Regions from separate parts of the Drosophila melanogaster genome. Here all the other regions are linked to region 1. A link is a contact called in public Hi-C data. All regions are on one chromosome and are shown on one strand. The core of a region is the stretch at or near the end of the contact, and the rest is flanking DNA. Distances in the headings are between cores, read along the strand shown. Region 1 holds the start of CrebA (Cyclic-AMP response element binding protein A). Region 2 holds the start of Tollo (tollo). Region 3 holds the start of lncRNA:CR44562 (long non-coding RNA:CR44562). Region 4 holds the start of CG45071.

The links. A called contact is a pair of places that touch in the nucleus more often than the background predicts.
Region 2: a Hi-C map of the Kc167 cell line shows a contact between it and region 1, with 2.7 times the contacts expected there. A contact is called at or near these places in 3 of 107 Hi-C or Micro-C datasets (the Kc167 cell line, the ML-DmBG3-c2 cell line and wing imaginal disc).
Region 3: a contact with region 1 is called in a Hi-C map of the OSC cell line, with 4 times the contacts expected there. A contact is called at or near these places in 3 of 107 Hi-C or Micro-C datasets (the OSC cell line, embryonic mesoderm and wing imaginal disc).
Region 4: a Hi-C map of the Kc167 cell line shows a contact between it and region 1, with 3 times the contacts expected there. A contact is called at or near these places in 4 of 107 Hi-C or Micro-C datasets (the D17-c3 cell line, the Kc167 cell line, eye imaginal disc and 1 more).

Annotation. Positions count from the first base shown.
Region 1 is chr3L:15,533,442-15,537,026 of dm6, forward strand. It overlaps CrebA (Cyclic-AMP response element binding protein A), which reads left to right and starts at 1,954. Exons shown (of 6, transcript NM_206374.2): 1 at 1,954-3,014. The coding sequence starts at 2,961.
Region 2 is chr3L:15,233,816-15,237,098 of dm6, forward strand. It overlaps Tollo (tollo), which reads left to right and starts at 1,804. Exons shown (of 1, transcript NM_080018.2): 1 at 1,804-3,283. The coding sequence starts at 2,306.
Region 3 is chr3L:15,188,420-15,192,020 of dm6, forward strand. It overlaps lncRNA:CR44562 (long non-coding RNA:CR44562), which reads left to right and starts at 2,021. Exons shown (of 1, transcript NR_124945.1): 1 at 2,021-2,579.
Region 4 is chr3L:15,104,170-15,107,402 of dm6, forward strand. CG45071 reads left to right here and starts at 1,713. Exons shown (of 4, transcript NM_168607.2): 1 at 1,713-1,899. All of the region lies in intron 1 of Ctps (CTP synthase), which reads left to right.

The DNA.
Region 1 (3,585 bases), core at 704-3,203:
TGTGCGCGTATATACACAAAATTTTGAAACAAGAAGGGAAAGGCTACCCTTGCAAATTTACCATAAACCTCTTAAATTGACACCGAGAGTCAATTGATGTGAAGCCATGGAATCGATCAACTTTGACAAGATCATCTTAACCTTTTTCCCAATTAGAAAGTGTAACGAAATGTTTTTGGAAGTGAGTGCGAACAAAACGCTCTTCTCTATATCGAATACAGCGCACAAATATCTGTGTCATAATTCAGGGAAATCCACTACGACCAAACGAAAGGAGAAATCAATGTACTCAGCGACGAAAAAGAAGGGCGCACCAATGATCTGATCCCTCTCAGAGGCGTCTTGTTGGCCCAGCCAATTTACTATGTGGTGTAAGCCATATTGGGGATTTTCAAATTTGAAATTTTTAAATGAATACAATAAAATCACGTCAACAAACAAGAAATTAGTGGCCGAGAGCTGTGTGTATATTTTCAGCGGGGGTATACATGACGTGCACGGAGCACGGAGCTATAGTCATATACCTATGCCTCTCCATATGTATTACACAAGCGTTTTTGTGAAAACATCGCCGTTGTCATCGTCGTTTGTCTGCGCTGTATCTGTTGCCCGGGCAGCTTTAAACCGGATCTTTGGTTTGAAAGTACATTCACTTTGCGTCGTCGCCGTCGTCGCAGCATTGCAGCAGCAGCAGCAGCAACAGCAGCGACAGCAGCAGCAGCATAAGTCCAGGCCAGGCCCCAAAGATCCCCACAGCCATATCCATATCCATAGGCTCTGGCTCTCAAAGATCTCCGAACAAAACTCTTGGCTCCCAGCTCCGGCAAACAGCCTTCAAATGACTCGGCTTGGCCCGCCTGTGTTGGAATGGCCCGACTCTCTATGGTCTGCACATGTGCATAGTTCAAATAACTTGGTCAAGTTGACAAGATCAACGGAGCGAGTGTTACCAAGCGGCAGCAGCCAAAGTCGGGTCTGGTTGCAGAGCGGGGTACACCCCCCGTCCTATTCCATCGTGCATTCGGGCCAAATCAAATACTCGCAGCAACAACACAAAATCTATAATAAAAAACAGGTTAACAAATGTTGCCGCAACGCTGACGTCGACGCAGCCCATAGCGTCGGAAGAAACTTGTTTTCCTTTCCTATGCGGCTCCGGGTCTCAAATCTCAAATCTCGGGCCCCTGGTCTCCGATCTCCGGTCTCAAAACGACGTCAAAGCCGGCTTACGACAATCAACTTACATTCACTTCTCGAAACCCCAAAGAGCGTGAAAGTTTCACTAAGAGCACGCTTTTCGGGAGAGAGTCGGATACTATCGCATTTGGATTCGGATTCGATGCCGGCTAACCCGCATGTTACACAGTATCAAGGGTAGATTGGTGGCCAAGAACCATGGGAATACAATATTTGAAATGTATAGTACACGGCTTCAGTCTTCAGTTACAACTACCCCAAACACGTTAAGAAGTCAATAAATTCAATTAAACTATAGCAAATGTAACATAAGGTATGTGATTAGTTGACCTTTGGGAACGAAAAGCAACAACCCCAAACGTTTCCCGTAGATTAACGAATCAATAACACTATTAACACAGGATATTAGAAATACGATGTTATTTTGTAGCGATCTTTTCAAATTGAAAGAGTATATTTAGGCCATTTATTGTACCTTTTCTCTTCTCATTTTAATGAGGAAACATCAATTCATCATATCCTTAATTTAAATTTGTTATTTTTTTTATTACAAAAGTATCAATTGTTCGAGGTTTTCTGTATGAAATTCTGAAATTGCCGGCATTATAAGCGCAGAGAGAGAGAGACAAAGAGATAGACGGAAAGAGAGCGCTATACGTGCGGAAGAGAGACAAAGCGTTGTAGCGGAAAAGAGAGCGACTGAGCGGCGGCAGCGACGTCAGCAGAGGACTGACGTTTCGATTCGTTCGTTCGCATTCACAAGAATTTCACCGACATTTAGTTTAGTACCGTTTTTGGCTGCAGTCGCACTACGGACAGTTTATTCTAATTGTGTGCTACCATCCCATACATCCAAACATACAAATATTATTGCTAAAGTTAACGATATTAACTACACATATTAAATGCTATTATACACGGGCCGAGCAAAGCCATTTCTAAAGCGGTTTACTGCCCATTCACACACAAAACACATCAAAAAATTCAATTAAATCAATTGAAATCGTAATCGAGTCCAAAACACAGTACAGCGAAAAGAAAAATCAAATAAACTAAAATTATATGGTTATCAACGTTGAATCTAAACATACATATAATAACTATTTTCTATGAAAATCGAGTGTTTCGTTTCCGAATCGGGAAAAAAGTTAATAATTCAATTAATGTTAACGCCAAATATAATCCGACGAGAAAAGCGCATGCAACAAGTTAAATCCAGCCGACAGTTGTAAACCAAGTTAGATCCGTACACAGATACACCCCAAATACCACAACCAATACGAATGAATGCCCGGTATACACATACAAACGAAAAAGTCACACACACACACACACACGCAGACTATAACAATGTCAAGTGAAAACATTCTCTGGAAGCAACAGGTTTCCCCTTAATAAGTGTTATAAAGAAGCAACCAACAGTCATCACCCAGAACTGTTCTTTACGGAAAAAAAGTAAAGTAAAAAATAAAAGAGAAAGAGAGGTAGAAGAGCGCACGAGGAATAAAGAAGATAAAGTATAAAGAAAGAGAAAGAGCGGAGAAAGAGCCACTTTTCAGTCAGCAAAATCGTATAAAAATAATAGTATAATACCATAAACTACAAAAATTATAAGAAGACAGTTCTTAAGTGGGTTAAAGTAGAAAAATTAGTGTGACTGCAACCGAGTGGAACCGAATTAAACCATACCACACCATCCCCGAACCGCAATAAAAAAAAAACAACTAAAAGAGTTCTTAGAGCGCATCTGACTAGCGCCAACCATGGAATTCTACGATGGCGACCTCAAAGATATATGGGACTCCGACTTAGATCCGGTAAGTGTTCAAATTACCACTCCCGAGCACAATTAAAAATGCGAAAAGCAACTTGTACCCCCATATTATATCAGTCAGAACAGAACCATTGATACTTGAGAGCTTTTATTACAGCAGGTATGCTTGATATGGGCTATACGAGTATGTGAAAGTTAAAGCCGACAACTCGAACGCAACGATAAGAAAATGTCCGAGATATACATTGGTAGCTCTTATATGTATATTATAGCTCACTAAATTTTATGTGGCAATGCCCCAACTAAACTTGGTGAACTCCTTGAACTTCGATCTTTGACTACAGAGACATCTTCAATACGATTATTAAGTCATTTCGGTGTACATTTTAAACATGCAAGAGTCGTGCTTCCACGAAACGAAATTGCATTTTAAAAAATCTAAAGAAAAACACTTTAATGACCCACATTAAGCTTATCAGTTGGGGAGAAAAAACGTGAACTTATTCATGAGCTGAATTCTAAGTATGATGATCGATTTGAGAAAAGGAAAATGAAGAAACGAATTTCGATCTCCAGGGTCCCACGGAATTTAGCCAGTTTTCTTTTCTTTCTCT
Region 2 (3,283 bases), core at 554-3,053, 300 kb before region 1:
CCGATTGATTATAAAACACTTGTTGCACTTATTTTTTCGAACCCAGCTGTTTGTGTGTTCTGTTTAATCCGGTAGCGATCTGTTTTGCTTGGCGCATTGTTTTGGGAAAGTTTGAAAGTGCGGTTACAGCATATGGGCAGCCAGATCATGCGAAAAAATATATCAGATTTGGACTCGTACTCATACTTGTATTCGGACCCCTTCGAACTTTAGGTCGGCTCCATCTGCGGCTCAGCCACCGCCACCTCATAATGAGTAAGCCCCCCGAGTTTGAGATCTCCCCGACAAATCTCGATTGCCCGGCCAGCCGGTCCGGTTCGGTATTGAAGAAAAATACCAACGGTCCGAGTTCGAGTCCCAGCCCCAATCCAATCCCACCAACTGCTGCGGCTGCTCTCATAAATCAAGAAAAATCAGTCAATTTTTTTGTGGGTTCGCGTGTGTGAGTGTGCGCCTATATCAAACTGACATTGGCTGAATTAACAATTGATTTCAATAATTTTTTATGATTATTCTCTGCTTTTTTTTCGTCTCGTTTTCGGTTTTTGTGGCTGTCTGCAAGGCAAGCAAAGAAAAGCCGAAGATCAGCCGCCACTTGCACTCGAATCCGTCGATTCAGCAAATCGGTTCTCTTTCGTTTCTCTCAACGGATATATCTCATCTGCTGAATATGGAAAAACACTCAATTGCGCTGAGTACTCAACGCTCAGCTGGGTTTTCGTGGAGTAGAACTCGTCTAACCGGTGTGACGAGTGTCAATGTCTCATTGGAATTGAAATTGTTTGCTCGGCTTTGACGCTCAGCGGAACCGACAGGCGGGAAACGGCGGGGAGGCACATAGTGCGCACAGTGGGCCCAAATCGGCAAGGTGCCAGCTGTGGGTGTGAACCTGCTGGGACGGGGAGTTATTGTCCAAAGATCAAGGTTGTTTTGGCGTGACAAATATTTGAGGTGTGGACTAATTTGATTTGTATTTAAAGCCACGACACCGGAAATCGTATAAGATAACTGCAGAGGTCCTTCCTTAGATTGTTTGTCCGTATCGAATTGGTATTTGAATTTATTTCCTATTTTCATACTATATACAATTTTAAACATTATTATATTATAATAATAATAATATTTAATTCTAATTTATAATTAAACATTATTCATGAGTCAAATGACCTTTATTCTCCAGAAGTATAAGTTGTGGATTCTTTTATTCCTATACTTTTGAATAACTGCTTTGAAATTTTCTTTGTGGATTACAGTGCCGCACTTGTTACATATTTCATATTATTTAATAGTTGTCCCATCCATCTACTTCTCTAGGGAACTTTTTTTATCAGATCGGGAGATCGCTATACAGATCTAGCATATCGATTTACCTATTCCTTCCGTCGGCATCCTTGACCCTAAAGTATTGCAGATTTGGAATATCCTTGGTCTTAAAATTACACATGTTTCTGTAGACTAATATCACCTGCCCATCTCCCGCGATCTCACTTCCTCACATCTTCCATCTTTGCTTTGCTTTGTTGCAAAACCCCATGCTAATTCTACCTGCCCACCGAGTGCAATTCGTTGCTATTCGGCCCACTGTGCACTGTGGGCCATTACGTGCAATGCGTTTGCGTTCGGATTGCATAGTTTTGTTTACTCGATCGCATCTCGCTCTAGTTCCTTGGTTCTGTGTGCGTGCTCAATGAGTGCTCACTTACTCATTTACTCAGGTACTCAGCTACTCACTCACATAGTCACTCAGGCGGATGAGTGATTTTCAGCGGCACTTGCTGCTGGCTGAAAACCGGAGAGAGCGATCAGTTTTTGAGTTGACTTCGAGCCGAGCGGACGCGCGTTTGTCGTTCAGCGGATGAAATAGAAAAAAGAAGAAGTATCGCTTCGAGAAAAATTGGAACACAATTTATCAATCGCGCTATCGCACCCCCCACTTGGATTACGGTCAACGCGAAACAACTGCAAAGCAATAAAATTAAGATATAGAAATCGAAAAACGAATGCAACCGAAATCAAAAGATATAAGAAGATAAAGAAAATTACATAGCCAGCGGGAAGAAACAAGAAAATCGTTTTAGATCAAGCATTAAATCGGTTGATGTGGTGTTGTTGTGAAAAGTGGCGATTGTGCAAAGCTGCGCTATAAAACCAAACAAAAAACAAAATAATTTAAAAAATCCCAAATAAGCACACACACAAAATGGGCGAAAAATAGAACGAGCAGTGAAAGACCAAAAGAAGCCCCTCATAACCTCCCCGATTAACCAAAATCGAAACCCCATTCGAAGTTTAGGAACCACCAAAAATGCTGGCCACCACCCACATGCTGTACGTGCTGATTGCCACCTGTGTAATACCCATTTTCGGGGCAGCCCTCAGCAAGACGGTGTTGTACCAGGCTCCCGATGAGTGCCGCTGGTCCGGCGGCGGGGAGCATGACATCACTCTGGTCTGTCACCTGAGGACCATCAACTCGGAGCTGGAGAACACCAACTTTAGCGTGATCCAGCCGCAGAACACGGTGCGCCTGCGTCTGGAGTGCAACGATGCCCTGTTCTTCCAGAGCAGTCTGAGTCCGGATAGCTTCAGATCGCTGGTGGAACTCAGGGATCTCACCATCGAGTACTGCAAGCTGGGCAATCTCACGGATGGATCTTTCCGTGGTCTGCAGGAGCTGCGAAACCTCACGATTCGCACGCACAATGGCGATTGGTCCACAATGTCGCTGGAGATGGCATCCAATAGCTTCGTGGAGTTCCGCCAGCTGGAGCGTTTGGATCTGAGTCTCAACAACATCTGGCTGATACCGGATGGCATGGTGTGCCCCCTGAAATCCCTGCAGCACCTGAATGCTTCGTACAACAAAATTCAGGACATCAGCAACTTTTACTTCAGTGCCTCGCTCAGTTCGCGGAAGGCACGAGTTTGCGGCTCCACACTGCAAAGTTTGGATCTGAGTGCCAACAAGATGGTCAGCTTGCCCACGGCAATGTTATCGGCTCTGGGCCGACTGACCCATCTGAATATGGCCAAGAACAGTATGAGTTTTCTGGCCGATCGCGCCTTCGAGGGTCTTCTTTCGCTGAGGGTTGTGGATCTTTCGGCGAACCGATTGACCTCTTTGCCGCCAGAGCTCTTCGCGGAGACCAAACAACTGCAGGAAATTTACTTGAGGAACAATTCCATCAATGTACTGGCCCCAGGAATCTTCGGAGAGTTGGCTGAACTTTTAGTTCTCGACTTGGCAAGCAACGAACTGAATTCCCAGTGGATCAATGCTGCC
Region 3 (3,601 bases), core at 771-3,270, 340 kb before region 1:
GCAAAACCCCTTTGGAAGCCCCGCGCTATTGACTATTTTTTTTCGCGCTTAAGTTGTCGTCGTCGTTATATTCCTTCCTGTCTGTCAGTCGCTGAATTCCTGAGCCGGTCCCCAACTTCAACTCCATCTCTTGTCGTTCGTCGTTCTGTGATTTATAAAAGCACGGACGACGACTCGGCGGAGCTGGAATGATTCTTCGACGCTGGGCCCCCGACAGAATTTGCAGCTCCACGGCGAGCGAAAGAGATGGGGCGACTGCGAGCGAAAGAGACGGCCAGAAACATGAAGAAGCTTTTAACGAACTCTTTTCATTTGTACTTTGGTACGTAGTATGATGACATGGTTTTTTTTTTATTTTAACCCGCTCTCCACTTCTTTGAATGCCCTACGATGGGGTATAAAAACCAGGTAATTGAGCTTGGGAAAGGAACTAGAGATGCTGGGCAGCTTTTTATAACATTTAAATGGGCATTTGTCTTTTTTAAGGATTCATTTGGAGTTCTTGATCGTTTCGGTTGCTTAATAATTTCCTGCCTTCGTTTCATATGGTCATTGGGTCACAGATTATGCTAATATCATTCCTGTTCCTAAAAACTTTAGTAGCATACCCATATATCTTAAAATATTTTCAAAAATGTAATATTTTTTTTTTAAAGCCAGGTACACTATGCCTTTGGTTCTGCATCAAGAGTATTCAAACATGTTTTGCATTCTCAAAAAACACTTCTCTTATCGTTTCCTCTGCTTTTGGTTATGCATATGTATCGTCTCTTAGGATCGTTCGATTCGGAATTTCTTTTGCCGTTTTCCTTGATTTCTTCCAGGTTGGTTGTATTAAAATTTTGCTAAGCTCAAATTTGTGTGTGTGGAGATTGAGTGTGTGGGGGTTCGGGGTCTGGGTCTTCAGATGCCTACGACTCTGCTCCTTGACGAGAGGTTCCTGGGCCCCCGAGTTCCCAGTTCTCAGTTCCCAGTTCCCGCTTACCAGATCCCAGTTCCCAGTTTTCAGTTCCCAGTTGTCGGTTTGTCTGGCGGCATCGACAGCGACATATCGACATCGGACTGGGTGCATCGGTGAGTTGAAGAAGTGATGACAACAACGACGTATGAGCACCCGGGTTTGTGCCGCATTTAAATTTCAAATTGGTTCGTTAACATGAAGTTAACATATCTGCTAATTGCTGATTGCCAAAGTCGCTCGCTGCCAGAGACCCAGACCCAAAGAGGAAGCTCCGTTGCGAACCGTACCGTACCGCACTGAATGGAACCCGAACCCCAGCCAGAGCCAGAGCTCCAAAGATCCGAGGGGGGAGCAGCTGCCCAGATGCCCAGATACTCGTATTCGGTTAGCAGCTACCAATGTAGTCCGGGGCAGTATCTTGATGCCTCTGTGCAGGCAACGGCAGCATCCCATCCTCAACGGTAACAAGTTGAAGCACAATGCTGGGGCTTCCCAACTATAAGATACCTGGTACAAAATTCTTGAGTAAGAGAAAGAGATTGACACTACTGTTATGTACATACATTGCATACTGCCAAAGAGAAATATAGCTCTAAACCGTTTTCTAAATATTGAATACCATCATTTGTTTCACTAACACTAATTTACAAAAAAAAAATGTTTAGTTTATTTGTTATGTTTTTTGTTAGGAAGATTGTTTTACGTACACAAGCTCAAGTTGCAATCAGTAATAGCGAATGTATTCAAGAAACACATAGAAAGCGACTATTCGTGCGTTAACATCAATCAATTAGGCATTAATCAAGTATACTCAGTAGTAATTTAAAACTAGTGGGTATAGTCAAAACAGAATGAACCAAAGGCATCCAACAGACAGCAGCAACAACAAGTGTGGCAGGTATATTGCAGTCGGCTGCACCGGCGTCCTCCTCGAAATAAGCGTATCTAATAGATACTTGCACACGCAGTGGAAACTGCAAAAGTAGCAAACATCAGCATCTCATCCCATCCCCAGAAGCTTTTCCTTTCCTGCCTTTCTTATGGAAATTTGATGTTGTTGGAAAGTTAAGTTCATTAAGTGTTAGTATTTGAACCTCTGGCAGACAGCCTTGCCATCGATACCAATCTGCGAAGCCCCTGCATCCCCATCGTCTCCGCTCCTCATTTTGGCTGCAACTGCTGATGATGAGCAAATTCAAGTGTTCTTGACCAGCCCCAGGGTGTTTGGACTTGGCCCGATCCGTTTTGTTGGCCTCCACTTGCAGCTACTAGATTTTTGGGCATTTGGTCATTCGGGAACACACGCACGCAGCGCAGCGCAGACACCTTTGATAAGCCTACGATTGGGATTGGGGCTCATACGACGCCCATGGGTGGGTTTTCAACTGTGAACATGAAGCAGGGGGTTGGGGCACCTGGAAAAGTGTATTGGAAATTAACTGACACAACTCGGGATCCCGGAAGGGGGTTCATATCGAATGTAGCCAAGAAATGAGCACGAGACAGAAGCCTCCTTGTGGCATTCAACTCATGTGTCTGCCAAGTTTTGGAAAATCCCAAAAAGTGGCTTCTTTGGCGGAAAAACAAGTTTTGCATAATTTCCAGATTGGCTTCACCGATTGTTGTTTAATTAAGGAAGATACTAACAAATAAAATGGGTTAGAATTTCTAACTAATTAATAGTTCATTAAAAATTTATAAATAATTATTTCTGTGTTATTTGGGTTGTCCGTAACAACTAAACGTATTGTTAAGCTCTAAAAGATCATTGCTACTTTAATGAGGTTTCTATAGATGTGTTCAAAACAAAACCATAAGAATGCCATTTGAATTTATTTGGGCATCTTCCGCTTCATTTAGGAAGCGTTAAATTTCATGGGAATGTGACTCTTCACTTCAATGTCAGCATAATCGATTCGCTTCCTGATTTCACCAGAAACCCGCCGAATTTCGACGCAAAAACCATCTGTCAGTCGGCGCTCATCCTCCCCCGACTCCAAAACATATTCCCATTGGCCCATTCGACACTTCCACTAACCCAAGGCCAGCGAAAATTCGCCAAAGCCTTACAATAACAAATGGCAAAAATAACAACAGCTTCAGCAACAACAAACAAGAGCGGAGTGGGAAAAGAATTATGAAATATGCAAAGCAATAAACAATTTAAAATCAAATAAAAAGACAACTTCATATGCAACCCGAATCCGAAAATCGAAATCGATTGCAGCTTAAGCTTGGCTGGGACAGCAGCCAAAATAAAATTAAAAAAAAACACGCAGCAGGCAAAAACCAGAACAAAATAAATAAAAAATAAAAAAAGGAGCAGGAAAATATCAATATTTTATGCTTTAAGCATTTGTTTGCTTAGAACGACCCCCGAAAAGCAGAAATCCACCAGACGAAGTGAACCGGCGATCAAAGTTGGAGTTGTAGTTGCCGGATTCAGAGTTGGACCACATGGCACACTCGCAGCTCCAGCTCCAGCTCCTCCGGCCAAGTGTGTCCCCCTAAGGTTTCGCCCCCTTTGGTGCCTCCCCCCTCTTTGGAAACCCCTTCGATGTGGTGCCTACTACTGTTGCGGCTGCCGGTTCGTTGTTGTCTAAATTTATGATTATTGCCCTGCCAAGCATCTTACGAGCA
Region 4 (3,233 bases), core at 463-2,962, 430 kb before region 1:
TGATGAGCGGTTGGAGCGAGGGGGAGGAAGTGTGAAGAGGAGAGCGCAGAGGAAAGAGGAACAGCGGTAGCCGTGGAGCCACAGCCAAATTCACATCGATTCGCTTTGCCCGGCGTTTGTTGCACCGCCCCCGTTGGTTCTTCTTCTTCTTCTGCTGCTGCCGCCGCTGCCTCCTGTCGCGTGATTTTAACGAGCCTCCTCTCTTCCGCCCGCGCCCTCACCAGCACCCGCTCCCCTTACACCCCGCTCTCGCTCTCTTCATGGTTTATGCTTTTCGCTCGCTAGCTCGCTCGCTTCCGCGCGTCGATTGTTGTTGGCTGAGCATGCAGTAGGCAGCCAGGCAGGCAGGACAGGAAGAGCGAAGGAAGAGTGAGGAAGCACGGCTGGAGGAGAGCAGGCCACCGGCTCCACCTCACACAGACAGCTCGGCTGGCTCTCTCTCGCATGTGTTTGTGTGGCCGTGCGGCTCTGGGTGAGTGTGTTGGTGTGCGTGTGCTGGATAGCCGGCAATAATATGCCCAAAAGCAGCAGAAGCAAAAGCAACAACACGGGGAGCCAGAAGCGAGCAGAGCGAAGCAAATGGCGGCGGCCGTTTTTAGCGTTTGTGCGCGCTTCTCCACCTCCCTCTGGCTCGCACTCTCCTCCCCCTCCCCTATCATCACCGCATACACATGCACATTCACACATTGTGTACGTATGTATGTGTGTCGCGCCGGCAAAAGCAAAAGCAAAAGCTTGTGGCGTGGCTTTGGCTCTCGCCTGAAACTGAACTTAACTGCCAGCCTGCTGACTGCTCTGCCCCACTGCCCCTCCCACCTACACTCCGCCCATTGGAGGCCTGCGCCTCCTCGCTGGCGTTTTTTGCGTTTCAGTGTGCGCTTCTCATGCCCTCTCTTCTACGGAGGGTATTGCCAGTTCGACGAGTGGTTGGTTGGACAGTCGGTTGCGAGAAGAATACTAGGATTTCATCTTCCACCTAACATCGTTTAACTGCGTAAATTCTTCACATGATACTTTTCATTGCTTCAGATTAATAGATTGATTTTCTCATATACATACATACATAGCTAAAGACCCTAACGCTACTGATATGCATTCTTATATTCAAGGCAAGAGTATCATCATTTTCGTTCTCTTTAGAAGGCCTTTAGGACTTTTTTGTTTTTTTTTTTTCATATTATTTTGCCTGCCTGCTGCTGCTGGTGGCTGTTGGCTGTTTGGCTGGCGTCGTTTCAGCTGCCGCCGCTAGTTGGCACGTTTTGTTGGCTGGCTGGCTGGTGGCTCTGGCTGGCTCGCTTGGCTTTTGGGGGGCTTGTGGACCTGGCCGGGGATTCGAATTTGGAGTGGGAACGGTAGGGAGAGCGGGAGTGGGAATGGAAATGGGACTGCTACGACTGCGACTGGGCCTGGGCCTGAACACGGCCTGCTGGCTGACTGGCTGGCTCATGGCTCATGGCTCTCGGCCTGATGGCGGATGGCTTGACTGCAGCCTGTCGCAGTGGCAAATAGCCGATGGGTCAGAGGGAGGTGGGGAGCGAGAGAGTGTGAGAAAGGGGGAGGGGTCGGGGCAGGGGCAGAGCGGTCTGTGTGCGGCAGCGGTGGCGGCGCGTCAACGGCAGCAAAGGCAAAAGCAACAGCAACAACGCTGCGACAGCCAGCAGCAGCAGCAGAAGCAGCGGCGCTTCGCACTTTGCTCTGCTGAATTTTCAATTTCAGTTGTAAGCTGACTGCAATCAGCAGTGGTTCGCATTTTGGTTCGGGAATTCGCAATTCCGCATTTCGGCTTCTCGACTTTTCATTCGCGCTCGTGGAAAACGCTCTCGGGACATAACGGAATCTACGGGCCGGCGCGGCTGACCGAGCGCAAAAAAAAACTTTTCGATTATTATAAACTTGGCGGTAACAGAAACATACACACACACACACATCCACTGATTCGCCACCCTCTGGAAACCACTCACATGTCCCGCTAGTTGCGACTCCTGGCGCGCTAATTTTTGCATATGTGTGTTAGCGAATGAGACACGCACATGTGTGTGCGTGGGTTTTATTGATTTTATAGAGGAAACTATATGGTTTATGGCCCACCCCCCTTTGAGCCCATCTTTCTTTGCTCTTCATTCCTGGGCCAATTTCAATGACAGTTTTTAGCGAGAGGGGGAGGGAGTGATGGATATTAAAGTTTGGTGAGGAAAAAGAAAGAGAATAATTTTTCCTAAAAGAGAGTGGGAGTTTGATGATAAGGAACCGATATGTGTATGATTTACAGATCAGGTGGCCTGGTAATTTGAAGCTAAGAGAAAAGATATTAGAGCTTTATAAACCGAGAAGGAGTAAATAACTTGAATGTAAATCTTCAGGAAAGGGAAAAAAACAATGAATACAGTTGAAACTTTAAAGCCTAAAAGGGAGTGAAGAAAACAAAGAGTTAATATTTAAACGCATATGCAAATGACCTAAGTTAACTTATATATGAAAAACATCCACGTTTTGCAATTGGTTTAAAATAAAAGTCCAGGTTTAAATTAAATTTAAATTCTTGAATTCTGCTTCATCCATATGTTCTTCAATTCTAAGCGTATTTCAAATTGTTTTACAGTTTTTTATATTTATGATAAGCCATAAGTAGTTTCGAGTAAGCTATCAATTTAACATGTTAATGTAACTTACCCACATTTAATGTAATCTGAACTCTCCACACTCTTCGGCTTTTCATGGGTTAAGCAAAAAGTAATCATTATTTCTTTCATTTCGATCAATACATCGCCTTTATGCAAGATCTGACCTATAAATAGTATAGTTATTCAGCCAAAGCAACTCTCTTATCTCTTGTTTCCTTGACTCTTGCTGATAAGCAGCGGGAAATCAAAATTAAGGAAATGATTTCCAAATCCCCACAGTGTTAGTCCACTTAGCTGCCAATTTCCTAGCCAAACAGCTTCCAGTTCAAAAAAAAAAAAGCATCGAGCGTGTATGTGTATGTGTAAGGCCTCATAACTTTCCACGGCGGGTCGAAACTTGTGAAATTCTTGGCTACCAGCAGAGGAGCTGTTAGTTACCCAGCTCCCAATCACCTCGACAGCAGCTGGGCCAGCTTTTCAGCCCGCTTTTCCAACCCCGATAGCCCCCTTCCCTACATTTTTCACCCTGCCCTCGCCTAACAACAACAACAGCAGTGAAACACACTGTCGCCGGCAGTTTTTGCCCATAAAAACAGCAACGGCAACGACGAA